2 separate regions of the Mus musculus genome follow, and region 1 is linked to region 2. A link is a contact called in public Hi-C data. All regions are on one chromosome and are shown on one strand. The core of a region is the stretch at or near the end of the contact, and the rest is flanking DNA. Distances in the headings are between cores, read along the strand shown. Region 1 overlaps Rabgap1l (RAB GTPase activating protein 1-like). Region 2 has its middle 23 kb from the start of Cacybp.

Region 1 (6,644 bases), core at 1,841-4,340, 140 kb after region 2:
TGATCTTTTCAAAAACGTTGTGAATAGAACAGTGGTACCAAAGCTAGGTTTGGTGTCATATGCATGCCCGTAACTCCAGCACTTGGGATGTGGAGCCAGCTGGATTACGAATTTAAGGATAGCAGTGTGGGCTTCATAAACACACACACATACACAAATAAAATAAAATCTGTTCTTTCTTTCTAATAATATTTTTATTCACTTTGCATCCTGATTGCAGCCCCCTCCTCTTCTCTCTGTTTCCCCCTTACAGGTCCCTCCCCCATTGCTCCCTCCTCTTCTTCTTAGAGAAAGGGAACCCCCTTGGGTACCAACCCACCCTGGGACATCTAGTCCCAGTCAGGACTAGGCACATCCTCTTCCGCTGAGGCCCAACCAGGCAGGTCAGGTTGGGGGAGAAGGATGCAATGGTAGGAGACAGAGGAAAACCTGTTCTCCAAGTACTTAAGCGGCGGCCACCTACAATTTCTTTGAGTTCAGGGTTCCCATAAACATGCGAATACTAACAAGTTCATGTTTTTATCCTGTTAATGTCAATTGGGCATTTTCCCCCAAACGACCCAGTGAATTTCCCTACGATTGCCAACATCAGTCAGTGTTACCACCATAGCACCCTTGGCTATGGTTTGGTCAACCTGTTACGGTTTATGCGCTGAAGCTTAGTCTCCAGCCAGCCCTGAAGTTGTTAAGAGGTGAGACTTAACAGGGTCCTGCACTCCAGTCTCAGGAAGATTAAAACTGCTCTTGTGGAGTGAGTTGTGGCTGCAGTAGAGCAGTGGCTCCTGCCAGAATGGGCTGTTAGGATGGGTACTCACTTGCCTTTGCTCACTTTCTCTTAGCTGTGTTCCTTCTTCACCTGGCTTGTCCTCTTTCTACATTTCTGCTATGTTGTGACACAGCCAGGTCACCCTCTCCAGAATGTGTTCATTATGTTCTTTGAACCCTTCAGCTATCATGACTATAAAATAATCCTATTTTCAAATTATTCAGCCTTAGATATTGTGTTTCAGTGGCATAGACTAGAATATATTCATCCCTCACTTTCCTTCAGCATTCCAAACCATCTACACGTCTTGAAAAATTCAAAGTTTCAAAAAGAATCTCTGAGTCTGCCCTCTTTCTCCATATACACATGGACTACCTTAGTGCAAGCCAGCCCTCTTTTCTGTATGGTGCACTGAAATAATACCTTAACTAGAGTCCATGTGTCTATGGTCATGCCCTTCAATCTACATCTTATACGCCAACATTCCTTAATCAAAATGATGTTCTAAAACCTAAAGAATTTACAATGGTATCCTGTTGAATTCCAATGTACACATCATCCTTTGCTTATATGTTCTTACTAACTTGGCTTCTGACCATAATTCTTCCCTCTCTAAGTCTCACTAGGTCACTAAATTCTAGCCACATTGGCCTTTTTGTACATACAAAGCTTCTCCCACCTCAGAGCTTGGTACTTATTATTGCCTTGGTCTTTAGAGTACCATTCAGCTTCTATGCTTCTCTTACTGATTGGAGGATATAAATCCAGTATTTTCTTGTATTAGTTTAAGATACCCATCACTAGCCTGTTCTTTCTTATATATTATCTCTCTGCCTATGTAATCCTGGACTGTCACTGCAGGTCTCAGGAGAAAGAAGAGATAAGGTTTTAAACCATTCCTGACAAGATAATGGAAGGGAAGAACATATATGTAAGTTTCTAGCCTTAGCAGATTCCACTTGTTCAATTATTTTACTTTTAGAGTATAATAATTTTACATGGCCTCTGAACTTTATTATTTTAGCAAGCAAGAATCAACTATAATGATCCCTTGACATTTATACATTTGGTATTTATTGCTCTATTCTTCCTCAGAGACTCCTTCATGGGGAAACAGCACAGTACACTGTGGGCTTACTCTGGAATGAACTGAATGACTTTTTTGTAGCAGATGGTGAATAGGCTTCAATCACAGCTTCTGTCCTTCACAATTACTAAATGTTCTTATAGCAAGGCAGTTACTTTGTTTTAATTCCATAAACAAACTCAGTAAGAAGGTCATAGTAGTATATAAACAAAAACAGAAGACCTGGAAGCATTTGAAGTGTATCCTTCTCGATTGTTGCTTTTCTCCCTGGATACAGGGTCACACAACTAAATACTAAATTCACTGATAACCCAATTAAGTACAGCGATTCCTTGTGAATATAATAACTGATACCAAAGAGAACACTTCCCCAAAAGCTATTATTACCATATAAGCATCATAAATAAGGACTAGCCATGAAAAATGAAAAGACCATTTTAGAAATGGAAATAGTTGAGTCACTCTGGTTTTGGTACAGAACAGAAAGGTTTCTAAATTAAAAGTTACCATAATGTTGCTGTTTAAAGTGTTCTGCGAGCTTTGGATTATTCATGCTATATAACTGTCAGTAAGTTTAGGAAAGAGAAGGAAATTCGCCACACAGAAAACTTAGAATCAACTCTTGGACCAAGAAAATAAGAGAGGAACAGAGAACTTGAGAGTTTTTGTAGTCTGGATCAGCAATGTTTCTTCAGAGCCGACTTGTAGTTGTCTATATAGAATAAAATATCAAGTCAAGATTTCTGTAATTATCCTTCTAATTCCTTTACTGAAATTGTTGATTTTTCTTTGGTAGTTGAATGATAAAACAAGGGCAAGACTTAATTCTTAGTGAAGAAATCACTGAGACAGAAATAATGTACTTAGAAATATTGTTGTAACAGATTTTCAATCTCCAAAATACAAAACAAACAAACAAAAACCCACAGAAATATCTGAAGAGCTTATTGTAGACAATGAGAACACAATGGGTCACATCTGAAATATATCACCTTTCATCATTTCGTGATGAAGGAAGAGTCACTTATAATTTAAAGATTAAGAAGAAATGGTTGGTGGCTTGCTTTCCAATGGCGAATTTTAAAAATAGCCAGATCAATCAATCAGTAAAGAGTGTGCAGAACTGCCCAGGCAGCAGGGCAGAATTTTAAAAGGAATTTAGACATGTATGAGTGCTATGATTTGTAATATTCAAATCAGTTCTCCTAAGACAGTAATCTGGGAAAGATGCTATGAGTAAGCAAGATTTAGCACTGCAAAGACATGTCAGGATATGTGTCTAGTCTGAGAACACAGCTAGAGTATTTCCAGCACATATAAGTTCTGAGTTGATCCCCAGTACCACTTACAGCAGGTATGGTGGTGAATCAGAAATTCAAGGTCATCTTCAGCTATGTATGAAGTTGGAGGCTAGCCTTGGGCAAGTAAGAACCTGTCTTAAAAACAATACACCATAGAGGCCAACCTCCTTCCTGGCCTCAGTCTGTTCTGATTTCTAGCCAGTTTGCCCTCTCTGCTCTCTCAGCAGAGTAGTCAGGAGGCCCCACCTGGCAAGAATTCATCTTTCTTCTTTCCTCCTCTCCCCTGTGTTCTTCATCTAGCATAGTGTTAGGCTGGACCCCTGTTCACCTCTGCTCAAGCTGGGAAACCCCAACTGCCCTTCTTCCCCCAACCCCTCTTGCACAGAAAAACAGAACAAAGGACTGGCTCTTAGAGCCCAGTACTCCATTCTTGGCAGCTGTCCCAACCTCCTCCCCTGATGCTGCCAGCCACCCAGATCCCCACCGAAGTGCTCAGCTCTTGACCATACTTGGGCACAGTCCCAGCTCCTGGCTGACACATCATCACCCCTCAACTAAGATCTTTTATAAAACTTCCCCCATCCCTAGGCCAGATGTGTGAAGTGACTTCCTCAGTCTCTTTCTCTGGGACTGATGAACAGGTCTGGGAGCATTGCCTAATAAACCTGCCTTTGTATCCTTTTAATATGGTCTAATCAGGCCTTCATCAGCATCACCCAGAGAGAGCAAATGCCTACCACATAGTATCTACTGCTACTCCTGGTATCAGGGGCTGAATAGAACACTCTTCTTCACAGGGTCCTCTAAGCTACTCTCTTCTTGGTCTCAGATTGTTAGCTCTCTTCTTCCTCAAATTTTTTCTACTGAAGTCACATGGCATTTGAGTTGGACATTTTTTTTTCCCTGAGACAGGGTTTCTCTGTGTAGCCCTGGCTGTCCTGGAACTCACTTTGTAGACCAGGCTGGCCTCGAACTCAGATACCCACCTGCCTCTGCCTCCCAAGTGCTGGGATTAAAGGCGTGCACCACCATTACCAGTCTTGGGCATAATTTTTATGTGTTTTTATTTCATTTCTTTTCTTATTATCTATATCTGTCTATCTATCAGTCTATCTATCTATCTATCTATCTAGTATTTATTTATTTATTTATTTATTTATTTATTTTTGAGACAGTGACTCACTATGTAGCTCTGGTTGGCTTTGAACTCACTATGTAGAGAGACTGACCTCAAATTCACAGAGATCCACCTCTCTCTGCTTTCAAGTGCAAGTTAAAACCATGTGCTTTATTTCTTTCTCCATTCACTGAAGTTTGTGAAAGGTCAGGCCAAGAGCTGGGGTGTATAGTCTTTTCTTTAGCTGGGATACTCACCTGGCAGAACAGTTATGAGTGGTAAACACTCTGGCTGTAGTTGTTAAGGTCACAACTTGTCTTGTCTGCAGTGGTCAGGCTGAAATTGCCTTTTAGTGAATTTCATGAAAGGAACCTGACTTTTGTAAATTCTGAACTTTCCCTCAATTGCTCAACTATCTCTTGCCCACATCTGTGGAGTGTGCTATTTCCTACTCATGTTAAGCATTCAGTTCTATCAGAATCTGGTTAAAGACACTTTGGTGAGTAATCCAGTGGTTTTCATTGCTGGCTATAGCATAGCTCCAAGTCCCAGGCAGTTGTTCTTAACTAGAACTTTAATGTAATCTGTGGCTCCTTAGTCTCAGGACTCTAAGCCTTGTAGACCATTCCATTGTTTCCAACACAGACATCCAAGTTACCTACACTCCATGACTTTGAAGTAACTAAATGGAGCCTTGGAATGTCTCCACTGGAGGAAGTGACTGTGTGGGATGAAGCTGGGATGACTGTATACTGAATGGTCATTGCAGTAGACGATGACAGATTATAATTATTCTCTATGAAAATGTGTTCTTCCTGCTGTACAGATTAGAACTGTAACAGGACATATGAATATTGAAGTACAGACTATATTTCCCAGTTTCCCCACAGTTGTGTGGCCATCAACAAAACTTTTGCCCAAGTAATATAAATAAAAGTGTAATATGGGGGGCTGGTGAGATGGCTCAGTGGGTACTGACTGCTCTTCTAAAGGTCATGAGTTCAAATCCCAGCAACCACATGGTGGCTCACAACTACCCGTATTGAGATCTGATGCCTTCTTCTGGTACATCTGGGGACAGCTACAGTGTACTTATTTATAATAATAAATAAATCTTTTTAAAAAGTGTAATATGTAATTTATTTGCTTAAACAGAAACTGCCTGTTCTCCACTACCTCTTCCTGTGACTGAGAAGTGGATGTGGGGGATGACCTAGCTTTAACATGCACATGAAGCCAATGCCTTAGTGGGCTGTGGAAGAAAACCATTCATAGAGCTGGAGTCTGAAAGAGGGCAGGGAGCTGGTACAACCACTTTTTAGGCAAAGCCTTTGCACTGGGCTCTGGGAGAGAGCATGCTATCTATTAAACCACCTTTTTATAGTTCCTCTTTCATATACCTTTATATTTAAAATTTTATATTTAAACTAAATGTATATATATACCTGTTACAGATAGCTGGTGATTGGGTGGAGAAAGAGGGGAAGGTGGAGCTGAAGGTTTTGGGAGAGAGAGGACTTCAGAGGAGGAGAAAATGCAAAGTGGAGTAGAAGCGCCTGGCCTGGAGAAACTGCAAGTTATAAGGGGACTCTTATATGGGGAAGATGGTACTGTAGTGGTAGATCTGCCCAGTCTAGGCACACAGCATGTATTCATATTAATTGAGTTGTGTTTTCATTGCCAGGGCTTACTTGGGTTGGAGATTTACCACAACATATACCTCCCAAATTTATAAATGCTAAAAATGGAGGATTTTATTCTAAATTTATTTAACTTTCCCCAAACTAAATTCTTACAGTTCAAGGAAAGCAAGAATGGAGAAACAGCAAGCCAGAGTTCTGGTTGCTATATTTCTAGTAAAACTTAAGCCTTTTCTCAACATGCACAAACCAAGTATCAGATAAATTTATGTTTCAGTTACATTTTCTCTGACTGGTTACACCATTGTGATGACAGCAATTGATTTTCAAAGTGAGTCATCAAATTGTCAACATCCTAATGAACAAAATTAGTCTGTTTCATGCTGAAAGCAGTGCTAGAAACTCGCACAGATAAAGTGTTACGCAAACGTATGAACAGTGACAGCCTCTGACTAAAGTCCTCTGAGAGCTGATGAGCTCACACACAGTGACAGGGCACAGGAAGGACCGGACAAGCCAAGTGTGACTACAGCATCCATGCCACTCAAGAAGGACTTCATACGTCGGAGAGATGGAGAAAGGACACTGGCTTAGCTTAACTTAGCGATCAAGCATCACTCCAGCCAGCCAAGAGCAGAGAGTATTTTAATTTTATGATCCTTTGTGCCAGTGAGTTCAGCAGGCTGAATTCAATTATTTGTTCATATAATGGCTCTGGGTTTCTCTATCTCTA
Region 2 (6,675 bases), core at 585-3,084:
TTCATACTATGAATTCAGTACAAAGAATTATAAACTAGCAACAATTCCCGCTGGGCCATAGAATTTCTCTTTTCAATCACAAAAGTTTCCTTAAGTATCATAGTGAATAAAGTGCTTCAGTTCCTTCATGACTAAGCAGTGCTAGGCTACAGTAATCAAATGAACACAATAGGTGTGCAGGGTGCAGAACTGAACAGCACCTGGCCAGTAGGAAACACATGTTTAATAAAAACCTATTTAATGATTGATTCTGACATAAGGTGTTGGTAAGTACTGAAACAAGTCAAAAGAAATGCTTTCTGGGGTGAAAATATTTAAAAAGTAGAATGTTAAATCTATTGTCTGAAATAAGAATCTTTTCTTTTACAAAAATGAATGAAAATAAATCTTAAACATATGAAACAAAATAGACACATGAATGAAAAGTAAGAGTTGTCAAATTTCAAAGTATACACTGGACTCGTGACATGTATAACCCACCTAGATTTATTTATTTTATGTATGTGCACATTTGCCTGGGTGTATGTGTGTGCCACATGTGTGCCTGGTGTCCACAGAACTAAAAAAAAAAAAAAAAAAAGCATTGGATCCCAGAGAGCTGGATCACAGATGTCTGTGAGCCACCATGTGGGCACTGGCAAGAGAACCCGGGTCTTTTTTGTAAGAGCAACAACTATTTCTAACTGACGAGCCTTCTCTCTAGCCCTGCCAAAAAAAAATAAAAAATAAAATAAAAACTTGTAGTTAATATATCAAAGAAATTAAGGGCTGCAGAGATGTTCAGTCCATAGTAGGGATTGCTGAGCAAGCGTCAAGGACCTGAGTTCAAAGCCTATGTTCAAAGCCTAGTGTGGCTGTGCACCTGGAATACACTGGCCACCTATTGCAAAATGTGTCAATTAAAATGTATTTGTCAGAAGAACGAAGACCAAAGTGTGGACACTTTACCCTTTCTTAGAAATGGGAACAAAACACCCATGGAAGGAGTTACAGAGACAAAATTTGGAGCTGTGATGAAAGGATGGACCATCTAGTGATTGCCATATGCAGGGATCCATCCCATAATCAGCTTCCAAATGCTGACACCATTGCATACACTAGCAAGATTTTGCTGAAAGGACCCAGATATAACTTGCTTTTGTGAGACTATGCCGGGGCCTAGCAAACACAGAAGTGGATGATCACAGTCAGCTACTGGATGGGTCACACGGCCTCCAATGCAGGAGCTAGAGAAATTACCCAGGGAGCTAAAGGGAACTGAAACCCTATAGGTGGAACAACAATATGAACTAACCAGTACCCGGGAACTCTTGTCTTTAGCTGCATATGTATCAAAAGATGGCCTCGTCGGCCATCACTGCAAAGAGAGGCCCATTGGACTTGCAAACTTTATATGCCCCAGTACAGGGGAACGCCAGGGCCAAAAAGGGGGAGTGGGTGGGTAGGGGATGGGGGGGTATGGGGGACCTTTGGGATAGCATTGAAAATGTAAACGAGGAAAATACCTAATAAAAAAATAAATTAAAAAAATGTATTTGCATGTAATGACAGGTTACAAGGGCTCACAGTCTTTATGTTCCCTGAGCTGATTTCCATCTAATTACCCCACAAACATCTCAGAATTAGTTTTGCCCTTTCTAGCAAAACCAACCAACCAACCCAAAGCAAACCCCATGTCTCTTCTGTTTTAACTATTACTATTTTGGCTTTAGAATCTACTTCTTCTCATTTTTAGTCTGATCTGTGTTCCTGTCTGGGGACCTCTGCCACTGGCTCCATATTCCTCACAACATCTAAACAGTGCCAATAGCACATCCACCAGCAGCTACTTCTACTCAAAACATCCTGTTTCAAACACAATATAAACCCCAACTCTTCAGCCCAGGACAGCCTGGGCCCCTGGGGGTTTTTGTTTCACTTCTGCATTTGAATCTCTTGCCAAATGAAATACTTTTCTGCTCACTCATCCCTCTTTCCACCATTTTCCATCTGGCTTTCCTCCAAATCCACACTCTGCCTTGCCCAGCCTTCAAAGTACAAGTCAAACCATAACATGTTCCTAGAAGGTTTCCTGCACTTGCTCTGGGAGCACACACACTGACAGACAAGGGATACTTCCTGGGTCCCTTGTAAAAGTATCTTTTATTCTGCTGAAATAACTGTCTCAGAGGCTTACTGCTTCAGTCTGCTAATTAGGGCCTATCCTGAAAGCTTCTAGCCTCTAAGCAATCTAATCTAGGTTTAGAATGTTTCAGCCTTGGATACTTACTGCTAAATAAGCTCACCCTTTCCTACTTCTTTCTGAACTCTGGCCGGTTGGTTCAACTCTGGCTTAAACTCCTCTCCAAGCTGACTGATTCAATCTCCCTCCTCCCCCTCTGCTTCTCCTGAATGAATCGCTCTGCTTGGTCTCAAACTAACATTAGCAATCTGTTCTAATCTTTTGGCTTCTCCTGTCTTCATGTGTGTCTCTTCAATTGTCTCTAAAACTCTCCCTGTAAAATTACCTCCTACTGTCCTTTCTCTCTCTGGACTGCTCTTTTACATAGCTTCCCTTTCCTCTCCCTCCTGAGAGCTGGGCATAGCCTATTCTGTCAAATCTTTCTCTGATTTGTCACTTTGTCTGCCACTCAACTAGAGATCATTTTTCAAACATGGGTGCTTCCTTCTACAAACTAACTTTATCATCACTGTTTGGGATTAAAGGTGTATGCTAAGGGCTGAGCCACACCACAACTAAAAACAGTGGTTTTTTTTTTTTTTCCAATAAGTAACACAATCACAGGTTCACAGTGTAATGAAATATTCTGCAATAGTTCCTTATGTCTATGTACAGGAATTACCCCCTCTCCATCCTAAAAGCAGCTAGAGGGTGGTGTGAAAGCAAGCATTTCTAATGCTAGCACTAGAGAGCTGAGGCAGAATTAAGGGTTTCAGGCGCCTCAAAACAACAACAAAAATATTTTTAAAAACACAACAAAAAATACTTTCTAGAGGAGAAAAAGTAGACCAATTCATTTTATGATTCCCATGAAGTATCAATCAAGCTTCACCACCAGAAAGCATTAAATAAACACAATGCTATCACAAAAGGTGGAAGGCAGCTCTGAAACCTCATTTTGAATACACACTGAATGAACAGGAGGGATATTTACACACACATACACACATCATGTATGTATGTATGTACACGTGTGTGTATGTACACATGTGTGTATTGTGTATGTGCATATGCATGTATGTGTATGCATGTCTATGTAAATATGTGTATATTTATGTGTGTTACATTTATACATTTATTACCATGGATCTACAGCCTCAGCCTTGAGATAGTTTTATGAAAAGATGTTCCTAATGTATAAATGGACTAAGACCTTCCTAAAAAAAAATAGAAATTACACAATTTATCCCTTTTAAATTTTATTTATATAGTATTTGTTTATATAACGATGTAAACACAATACAATCCTTATCTCTAGTTAGTATAATTAAGGGAGGTTTGTTTTATATTTTTCTGCATGTAACCAATTTTTTACAAAACATTTCACTTGTATGCATAAAAACACTTTATAAAACATGCACATGTGAGATGCCAATGTCCTTTCTACGCTGATGTTGATGTTCCAAGGAAACTCTCTGATCAGAAAATAGCACATAGCACTGTCAATTCTGAAAGCCTAGAACATAAATAAGTATTCCACTCAGAGTCTTCTTAGGATGAGGGGTCCTTGCCATCTCCAGCTACCAACAAGAAGGACACGAAGACAGAGGACAGAGCAGGACCTGGAGTGAAGGCTTTCTAGGACCACCCTGCTGATGGAGCTAGGAACACCTTCAGGTGCAGACAGCTCTCTAGTAAAGAAGCATTCTAAAGTCCACAGACAGCCAGGCGTGGTGGCGCACGCCTTTAATCCCAGCACTCGGGAGGCAGAGGCAGGCGGATTTCTGTGTTTGAGGCCAGCCTGGTCTACAGAGTGAGTTCCAGGACAGCCAGGGCTACACAGAGAAACCCTGTCTCGAAAAACCAAAAAAAAAAAAAAAAAAAAAATCCACAGACAATTTTTGGCCAGTACTGGTTTGCAGTGGGCAAGTCTACATAACCAGCCTTGGGGGACCATGAGAGCTGATCAAAACATTCTCCCCTAGCCACTGCCCATTCAATATCGTGTCTAGGCTCTGAAAAGAGGCAAATGTTAGCAGAGTGACCTACTAGAAAAGAGTCTCAATGGGACTGTTTCCAATCCCATAGGAGCTGCACAACGCTAAAATACCCCAACAGTGTGTACTCGTCAACTAAGTGACAAGTTATCTGCCTATTCCAGAGTAGAGAATAAGTAAGACGCTGTTCTTCATAAATCTAGAAATCATCTCTGAAAACACAAACAAACAAAATACCATAAGTAAAAGTAATTGCTTTTATAGAAAAAAATTAAAAGCCCACAGTGTCACATTACCTGTTTATACTCAGCAATGATAGCTGTTGTCTTCTTTATCTCATATTCTGCCTTTTCTAACTGTTTCCTGAAGACTTCTTTTAGCTTAAAAAAAAAATAAGGCCAGTCAAACTTGGTATTTTTTTTATGATTTTTAAATTTGTGTATGTGGGTACGTATGCATGTGTGCCAGCAAAGGTCAGGAGAGGGTGTTGGAGTCCCTAGACTTAAGAGTTGCAGCTGGTTGTAAATCTCCCTTTGGATGCTGGGAACTCTGGTCCTCTGTAAGAGCAGCAAGTGCTCTTATCTGCTGAGCCATGTCTCTAGACCTTCAATCAAAATGTTAATCAATGTCCATAAATATCTATATTCAAGTTTTCTTGATCTTCATAGTTTAAAGCCTACCACTTACGGAGATGAAGAAGGCTTTCTTTTCTATAAAGTGGAGGACATACAAGGGGCCCTATAATAAATGTGCTTCTGCTTTCCAAGTGCTTGATAATTGTACTGCTGAGTGTCAGTTCAGAAGCTGGCATCATTGTAAGTCTACAACAAAGTGCTAGGGTGATATTGTGTTTTAAGTGTGCTACTGTTAATGCTATACTTTGGTCTTCGTGTCTACAGTCCCATGGCTGCCGCTATTGCAGGGGTAAGAGGCTTTAGGTTAGGAAGGAATGGAAGGTAAGAGATCTTCCACAGACTGGAGGTTCAAAGAGCCAGACAAAAGGGAAAGAGTGACACAGCACAGGGTATTTGTTTCCATGGGTGAAATGCTCAACTACAAATATTCTATTTGCAGCCACGTTGTTGTTTTGCCAGCAGCTATAGAATCCTAGGTTAGAGGAAGGTTAGGTGATGAAAGGTGTGGGTACTGGGGTTCTGTTAGGTTGATGGCCACACAGGAATGTAAGCAAACAACCCAGCTCTGGTTAGTCTTTCAACACACACAGAATAAAAAGATGAATTACTAGGGCTGAAGAGACGGCTCAGCGGTTAAAAGCATAATGTTCCTGTAGAGAACCTGAGTTTAGTTCCTAGCACTCAGGTTGGGAGGCTCACAACTGTCTGTAACTCCAGCTCTAGGGGACCCAACACCCTCCTCTGGCCTCTGTGAGTACACACATATACGTGACATACACCCACAAACAAACACACATACACATAAAGGTAAAACAATCTTCTTTAAAAAAACAAAAAGATGAATTCTTCCTATTCATAATTTGAGATGCTGACATAAAGAATCATCTTTTTAACATATTTCAATGGAAAACAATCACAGAACTTTTCTTTGTAGGCCTTGGAAGGTGCTAATGACACACCTCTCCACGTGTGACTTCACTGACACTTTTCTCGGGCTGTTTGGAAGAAGGTGTTTGAAATTCTTGAGAATAAATTCAGTTTATATTTAGCATTACTGAATTTTCCTCAGGAGGAAACTCACTCATGATTTCAGAGGACTTCTCCCTCTGGAAGTCAGTTATGGGCTAAGCAGGAGATGTCATCTCCAACACTGCAGCGTGACTCAGAAAACTGAAGGAAGCTACAGATGGAGGCCACAGCTCCTGTCAGTGTCAGACAGAGATCACTGTAAGCCTCCAGTTCCACAGCATTCATTGCAGCTTCAAAAGACATCATGATCTCACAGATGTGGCAGAAAATTTCCAGATTCATCAAGGCTCTTGGATCACAATTCGAAGTCACTAAATCTAGAAAAAGCTCAACATTCCTGCTAGACATTTCCATGAAGGCAAACTCCTACAAGATGTTCAAAAACCAGAATTACTGCTTAACATTCCCCTTGATTTGGGGGGTGGGGGATCATTTCTCTCTCTCTCTCTCTCTCTCTCTCATTCATTCACTCACTCACAATATTAACCAACTTCCTGCCAGTTTATCTACACAGAGAAAAGCCTGCCTGGGCCTTACCTGGGCGGTCTCCTCCTCTTGCTTCCTCTTCTCTTCCTCAGTCTCCACCAACCTCTGCTTGGTAAAGAGGAGCTCCTTATTCAGCACATCAGCCTTGTCTTCTGCCTGCAATGATGAAACCATGGCAGCTGTAAGGACAGGATGGAATCCACGTGCTCGTTTTCCCAGCCTCACAAATAATGACTTCAGGCCACCCTATTCTCCTCCAGCTCATCTTCAAGGTGGCTTTTTTTTTCTGCAGCCAATTTTATGCAGCCATTTGATTCACATTAGCCTTAATCTTTACAGAACAATAACTTATATCTAATAACACTGA

What was found. Hi-C and Micro-C count contacts between places; a contact is called where the count stands out from the background.
Region 1: a Hi-C map of the C2C12 cell line shows a contact between it and region 2, with 7 times the contacts expected there. The contact joins two enhancer-like sites. A contact is called at or near these places in 1 of 39 promoter capture datasets (the 3T3-L1 cell line), 8 of 15 datasets of contacts at CTCF or cohesin (CD8 T cells, the G1E-ER4 cell line, the NIH/3T3 cell line and 4 more), 197 of 484 Hi-C or Micro-C datasets (the 3T3-L1 cell line, 3T3-L1-derived adipocytes, the 63-12 cell line and 108 more), 30 of 115 datasets of contacts at active chromatin or transcription factors (the 230-238 cell line, CD4 single positive thymocytes, CD8 T cells and 23 more) and 6 of 9 other capture datasets (adipose tissue, embryonic stem cells, embryonic tail and 3 more).

The regions. Positions count from the first base shown.
Region 1 is chr1:160,367,156-160,373,799 of GRCm38.p6, forward strand. The region is part of intron 18 of Rabgap1l (RAB GTPase activating protein 1-like); the gene reads right to left. Among named protein-coding and RNA genes, the nearest start is that of Mir1927, 75 kb to the left of the region's middle. Within about 2 kb of position 3,091, at least 57 of the 459 cell types and tissues checked have an H3K27ac peak or open chromatin away from gene starts, as enhancers often do. A contact at or near this core is called in the BV-2 cell line, the C2C12 cell line, the C3H10T1/2 cell line and 6 more, where this site is marked.
Region 2 is chr1:160,232,172-160,238,846 of GRCm38.p6, forward strand. It overlaps a transcript of Rabgap1l not described here. Among named protein-coding and RNA genes, the nearest start is that of Cacybp, 23 kb to the left of the region's middle. Within about 2 kb of position 1,835, at least 109 of the 459 cell types and tissues checked have an H3K27ac peak or open chromatin away from gene starts, as enhancers often do. A contact at or near this core is called in the BV-2 cell line, the C2C12 cell line, the C3H10T1/2 cell line and 6 more, where this site is marked.